2 separate regions of the Mus musculus genome follow, and region 1 is linked to region 2. A link is a contact called in public HiChIP or PLAC-seq data. All regions are on one chromosome and are shown on one strand. Each heading gives the region's core, a stretch centred on a gene start, on an enhancer-like site or on the middle of the called end of the contact. The rest is flanking DNA. Distances are from core to core; before and after follow the strand shown.

Region 1 (3,506 bases), core at 691-3,190, 210 kb before region 2:
GAAGAACGAAGACCAAAATGTGGACACTTTACCCTTTCTTAGAAATGGGAACAAAACACCCATGGAAGGAGTTACAGAGACAAAATTTGGAGCTGTGACGAAAGGATGGACCATCTAGTGATTGCCATATGCAGGGATCCATCCCATAATCAGCTTCTAAATGCTGACACCATTGCATACACTAGCAAGATTTTGCTGAAAGGACCCAGATATAGCTGTCTCTTGTGAGACTATGCCGGGGCCTAGCAAACACAGAAGTGGATGATCACAGTCAACTATTGGATGGGTCACACGGCCCCCAATGGAGGAGCTAGAGAAATTACCCAAGGAGCTAAAGGGAACTGCAAGCCTATAGGTGGAACAACAATATGAACTAACCAGTACCCCGGAGCTCTTGTCTCTAGCTGCATATGTATCAAAAGATGGCCTAGTTGGCCATCACTGCAAAGAGAGGCCCATTGGACTTGTAAACTTTATATGCCCCAGTACAGGGGAACGCCAGGGCCAAAAAGGGGGAGTGGGTGGGTAGGGGATTGGGGGGGTGGGTATGGGGGACCTTTGGGATAGCATTGAAAATGTAAATGAGGAAAATACCTAATTTAAAAAAAAATTCTCTGTGATGTCTGCGGTGGGTAGTAAGAGAATGGAAGGCATTATAGCTTCTACAAGCTACACTTCCTCAGCTCAGCCAACAGTTGCATTTAGTTTTCAACATATGATTAAACATAGTCACATTTTGAGGATCTGAACTTTGGGAGACATCTCAGTTTGGAAGACCCAAACCTCTAATCCTCCATTCTTCATTTATCAAGGGGTACATCACTGTTTTAACACACTGAGGTTTGGCAGTTCAATTTTGTTCAGGAATAAAGCATTGATGGATGAGAAAGCTACTTCCCCTCCTGGTGAGATGAATATTCCATCTTTTTATCACAGTTAACAGAGTTCATCTGCATCCAGATTTCAGGTCTGGTCTCTAGAAATGAAGGAGGTAGCTTGCATCTCTTCTGCAGAGAGTTAATTATGTCCTGATGGTGCCCAGATGCCCAGTACCCACTGCATGCCTACTGTAGTGCTGTAGATTTACAGCTTGCCTGCCCTTAAAAACCACACCTATCATTGGCTTTCAAGATTGTGGGAGAGAACACTGTCAACATTTCATCACTTAGCAAGAGAAGAAGGATGACTCTATGTCGTATACATTTTGTCCTTTTGTAGCTCTTGCATAACTGTGCCTTACTCAAGGAATATGTGGACTTAAGGACTGACCACACAGCTAAGTTGGTCTTCCAGTTATCCGAGTAGTTAGAGCCCCTGGGAGCTTCTTGTTCTTCTGGAATGTTCTCCTGATTCACAGGGCAAATCAGACCTGATTATGAGAGTTGGCCCTATTCTATAAGCATGACTGTAGAAGATTTGCCCGTAAAAGTACAGGTATGCAGTGACATCCAACCTGGAAATACAATAAAATTAACAGCAATGTACTTTCCCCAATGCTCTCATTTTCATAATGAAAGTTTTCCTGGTCAGAGCTGAACTAGGACATAACAGAGAGGTTATTTATTTATGTACTTATTTATTTTGCTATTTTCTGTTTCCACACAATGATTAATAAAAAGAAGCAGGAAACGTGGCAGTTTCCTGCAAGACTAGGCTACTTTTCTCAGAAGCATGGTATCTTCTGGAATTTAGGGAGAAATTTATGTAGAAATAGGCAGCGAGGTGCATTAGAAGGAAACTTGAGATACCATCTTAACATCGTAACATTCAGTCACTACTAGTAATTCTAGCCATTTAAAACTTTGGGGTTAGACTCTGGTCTTCCTTACCAGAGACGCTGGAATGTTCTCCTAAGCCACAAAGTGAACAAGACCTCTGTACCTGTTTGTTGAGTGACTCATGGGCGGTAGCTGATACGCTAAAGGATGTAGGAAAAGGGTCGGGATGCAAAGGTATGTGGGCTGGCTTCCTGCTCAGCAGGAGTAACAGTACGGACTCTCCTGCACAGCATCTAAGGGATGCTCAATGTACAGTGTAATACCCTAACAGCTTCCAGCAGCTGAAAGGCTGTGCTTCGGGTTGTGTAAGTTCAGAAACACAAAATCTAGCATAATGGTCATTTTCTGACGTCTCCTCCGGATCCTCTTCTTCTTTCTTCTTCCCCCTCCTCTTCTTAAATGCTTTTTTCCATAGAATATATTTTGACCATGTTTTCCCTTCCAGAAACTCCTCCCAGATCCTCCCTACCTACCCAGCAGCCAATACCCATGCTCTCAAAAATATACCTCAAATCTCAGGAAAGACATCAGAATTATTCTGATATTCAATGCCTCTACTACAGTATGAAGCTCAGTTCCACTGATAGTTACCTTTCCAACTTCTTGTCAACCACAACTGACCTTCATTTTTTGAGTGCCTTGTATTAGTAAATTTTTTTGTTTGAAATGTATTTGTTTGTTTTCTCAGTAATGTGATCATAGACTACTTAAAGCAACAGGTTGATTTTATGAAAAACAACAGCAAGACAACCTAACCCATTGATGAATGGGTTAATCATTCAGACATTTCTTAATAGAATTACTTTCTAGTAAGTCTCACATCTTCCTTGAATTTTGTGGAGTGCCTGGTCAGATACTCCCAATGGACTGAAAACACAGCACTGTAGCTTCGGCAACAAAATAGTAGCATGAACTAGGTCCCATCTCTTCAGAAACATTGAATATGGTAGTACAGGATGGTATTGATGTGCATACATCACTAGAGAAACATGATGATTTACAAAGAGCTCTTTTTTTTTTTTTTTTTTTTTCAATATGGAGCAGAAGGCATTATTCCCATATTTGTGGTTTGAGTGGCAGGACCAAGGATATAACTATTCAGCCATAATGTAAGTTTTTTCAAAGGGCATCACTCAAGTAAGTATTTTTGGGGGATGTGAGGGGGGGAACCATGCACACATCATGAAATGTGCACTGGAAGTCAGAAGTGACCTTTTACTTTGATTAAGGCAGCGCTTCCTGTCACTGTCAGCTGTGTAGGTCAGGGTATCAGAAAGCCTGTTAGCCTTTGGGGATTTCCCTGACCTCAACTTCCATCTCACAGTTGGAGTACTGGAATTGCAATCATGCTCTACCAAGCCTACCCTTACCTAGGTTCTTGGGATAGAACTCATGTCCTCAGGATTGTATGTCAAAAATACACCCAGTCACTTTCTTAGCTCCAGTTAGGTTTTGTACATTTCTTCTACTGCTCATTTCTTGAGAATGTAAGTCAGAAGTGGAAATACCAAGGTAAAACCCGAGTTAGAGTAAACTGTGTTCCCAGCTATCATCTCTACATAATTATCTATTTTATAATCCAAAAGATTCTTTAAACTGCCAGTGAGTATATTCTCAGTAGCTTGCTGGGCAAAAAAAAAAAAAATGTTCTTTTCAAGAGTATCTTGTCTACAGTCTTGGCTATTATAACTGCCTTACGCTATAATCATCTCTATAGAACAACATCAG
Region 2 (3,693 bases), core at 673-3,172:
CCCCTTCCCTGGCATTGAGATCCTTCAGATGCAAATCATCTAAATGGATCCTTCATATCCAGATAAGATGAAGTGGCGAATTCTGAAACCCATTGACAGTAAATATGTCAACGCACAGCTTGCTAGACAGTACTGTAAGTAAATTCTAATTTCAGAAATAGAGTAAGATCACCTTACATAAATTTCCCATTCATCTAGGCTAGGATTCTCATCTTTGAACACGATATATGATTAAAGTTAGTAAGGCATGGGTGGGTGTCAGTGGGAGTACCTTTTCAGATTTTGATATATAAAGTAACTGATACCCTTGATAACCTGTGCACTTAATAAATGGGCTGCTGAGTTCCCTGCCAAATTTTAGTCTTAAATCCTGATTCAGGGGATCAACTGTACATTTGTAAAAGTGGCAGGAGGCAGCATGGTATGCTGGATCTAGGAGCTTGCTTATTGAAGTGGGCACAAGAGAAGAGAGAGGTGTAGATATATTAGGAAACTTTAAGCTAGAGACATACATTTCAACATACGAGTTATAAAGAAAATAGGGTAAAGCTGTAAAAGAGAGTGCAAAAACCATTTGGTCATAATTCTTATAATGACATTTTCTCCAGTCTTCTACCCAGTGTTGATGAAGGTCTGTGAATAAGTTGATTTGGAATACATCCTCAAAATAGTGAGGGGATATTTTCAAATGTTTTGTCCAACTTTTCCCAAATTTTCATCCAAGGAGTGATGTCAAGTCTCAGAGTCTTCCTGGATCCTTTGAAAAAATGGCATTCCTGGTTCCTGTTCTTGAGATTCTCTATTGTTCTTAGAAACAAATTTTCTCAAGAGAGCATGATACATAGCCCAAAGAACTGTAGTTCTACACACACACACACACACACACACACACACACACTTAAATCTAATATGATAGTAGAGGTTTCAACTTCTTCTGGGCTCATGTTCTTCACAGATAACTACAAGAGCTACTATCTGATGCATCACTATGTTCTACTCCATAGTCTCTCAAGGTGGCCATCTTCACTGTATCATGGAACACAGTGACACCACTCCCGTCCTGTTGGATTTTTCAGAGTAGTTATGGCACTTGACTTCTATGTAACAAACTCATTTTCTAGTCTCTGTAAACTCTCAGTTCAGGTGGGGAGGTAAAATTTATCAGCTCATTACTTGAACCATGCAAAGCCTCATTTTAGTTTATTGCAACCTTTATAGTGGTTGTTGAGTGACCTTAGGAAACAATTGACAATTGCAGAACTGGTTGATATCAGCATATCTGTGAACAATGGTGCTATTGATAACTATTAGAAATCAATAATTATTTCATAAAATATATTATAAAATAATATATTGAATTAAATGATCTTATGGGACAGGTACTTTGAAAATGTAAATTAGTGATTAAATTCATATAACTTCTTAGTACTAACAAAGTACATCAAGAGCTTCTTGAAACAAAGTGCATTTGTGAAGGATTACAGCATATCATGAATAAATTATCTAAAATTGGTGTTTGTCTGTCCTTTCTGGTGGGAACTCAGGGACCACTTTACAATAGGAATTATTGTAAGTTCGAGCTAGTCAATTGTCTAAGTTAACAAACATCCATACTATATTTATTTTGGGACCTTTGAAGGCCACATTGTAGGTGTAACCAGAAGTTCTGCAATATTTGTCTTTCTGCTTCGCAGTAAGGAAGCCTCTGGTTTGTAAGAAGCTGCATAGCTACCCCGATAAAGAGCACATTCACCAGTTCCCTATAGCCAGGTTTACACAGATGACTAAGTCCCACCTACTGGGTGGGTAGGAGTAAAATTACAGCTTCCAAAAAACTTCCTTAAATGGAAGAGACACCCTCTCCTTGCCCTCCCTCCTCCCAAATGGTGGAATAGGAGTGATGACAGAGGCTCATGGAATCTCCTTGACCTTATGGAAACCACATGTCAGGAGTCCAGAGAACTGCAGGACTGTAACAGACACTCATACCAATCTTGCAGTGATCAACCAGACCTTACTTTATGGTTGGCTGTTACTCTGAGGTTTTCTATTTTCTACTTTGGCATTCCAGGTAGTTGGAAGTTAATCTGATAACACAGCCTGTGATTGTCTAGGGAGAAGGAAGACAGGAGGGAAAAATATCGGAGGGAAAAGAAAAGAAAGAGAGAATGAGAAAGAAGAGGAGGAGGGGACAAAGGAGGAAAGGGTGGAAAGGAGAAAAGAAGGAGGAAGAGGATCAGCAGAGTAAGTAGGAAACAGAAAGAGGAAGAGAAAGAGAATGAGGAAGGAGGAAGGAGAGAAGTGGAAGGAACTGAATCGGAGATTAAAATAAATAAACAAAGCCAGCAGCCATTTCTCTCTTTATCCCTTAATGGCCAATATTAAAGAAGAGTTGGTGGGGTGCGATCCAGATGTTGAGCTCGATGACTGGCAGAAAGGGGCCACCCCTGTGTCACAACCTCCATCTGCAGACAATTAATAGCTGGCTGAAACAGGTAACCAAAGGCAGCTGCTTTGGAAAAGGCAGAGGCGAATTGCTTCCACAGTTGATGTCATAACCTAGCCGGCTGCTGAAGAGCAACACCGAGGATGGAAACTCTGACGGACTGGATGGACAGTGCCTCATGGATACCAAATGTTATTGTACATTATTACTCATTGGAATGGTTTGTGGCAAAGACAAATTCTTAGAAGCAACTGGCCATATAGTCTTGTAGTCTAATAACATATGTGTCAGCCAACAGACATATGCCTTAACAGCTTTTAATTATTTCTACTGTTTGCTTACTTCTTTGCATTAAACATGACTTTAGTCTTTTACATATTCATCTGAAATCTCCATTCTCTTACCTTGGTTATCACTTCTCTGTTAATTGCTGCCAAGTCTGTGGGGAAATTTTTTTTTGCAAAAACAATCAGCCTTTCTTCAGGCCGAACAGCTCCATTTACCTTGAACTTTTTTTTTTTTTCTCTTCTATTCATAGTTTCTGCAGATCTCTTTCCTGGCAAGAGCGAAGTTTCGACTGCTTCTGCACCAACTTGTCAGTTAACTCTATAGCTCAAGTGTAACCCTGTTTTACAATGATTGCCCTGGCAGCTTGGCAGTTTCACTCACAGGTGTGTCTCAAGGGCAAAGTCATCCCTGGTGTTCTAGGTTTAACCCTGTTAATCCTATATAAGATTATGCAAAGGGGTTGTGCTGGGCGTGCTATTGCTCTTGCTTGGATTTAATACAAATAGCCTGCCATTGAAGAGGAACAAAGGGATTTTTGATGTGGCTCATCATTGATCCTCATTGGGATAAGGCAAGGCACAAACTCTGAAGCTACTCTAAGTACAAACATTTTCTCCCTCCCCTTTCCTGCTCTCTTCTCTCTCTCACCACTTCTACTGTGTGTGTGTGTGTGTGTGTGTGTGTGTGTGTGTGTGTGTGTGTGTTTGCAAGGGTGTGAGCATTAAGTGTAGAGCCAAAGGTTGGCAGTAGATATATTCCCCGAGTGTTCTTTGCCTTGAGGTCTCTAACTGACCCTGAATCTCACTGCCTCAGCTGGACTGAGTGGTCAGCTAGCTCCAGCAATTGTCCTGTGTCTGCTGCACTCTAACACCGTCATTACTGAAACATGGCACCATGCCCAATCTTTCATATGGGTGCTGGGGTATCTGTACGAATGCCCTCATATCTGTGTGATGTGA

What was found. HiChIP or PLAC-seq counts read pairs in DNA pulled down with a chosen protein or histone mark.
Region 1: a contact with region 2 is called in a FOXA1 HiChIP or PLAC-seq map of pancreatic cancer cells. The contact joins two enhancer-like sites. A contact is called at or near these places in 1 of 15 datasets of contacts at CTCF or cohesin (the NIH/3T3 cell line), 3 of 484 Hi-C or Micro-C datasets (bone marrow-derived macrophages, macrophages and muscle stem cells) and 2 of 115 datasets of contacts at active chromatin or transcription factors (bone marrow-derived macrophages and pancreatic cancer cells).

The regions. Positions count from the first base shown.
Region 1 is chr13:6,235,130-6,238,635 of GRCm38.p6, reverse strand. No RefSeq gene overlaps it. Among named protein-coding and RNA genes, the nearest start is that of Gm35615, 53 kb to the left of the region's middle. Within about 2 kb of position 1,940, at least 15 of the 459 cell types and tissues checked have an H3K27ac peak or open chromatin away from gene starts, as enhancers often do. A contact at or near this core is called in pancreatic cancer cells, where this site is marked.
Region 2 is chr13:6,028,495-6,032,187 of GRCm38.p6, reverse strand. No RefSeq gene overlaps it. Among named protein-coding and RNA genes, the nearest start is that of Gm46401, 110 kb to the right of the region's middle. Within about 2 kb of position 1,922, at least 67 of the 459 cell types and tissues checked have an H3K27ac peak or open chromatin away from gene starts, as enhancers often do. A contact at or near this core is called in pancreatic cancer cells, where this site is marked.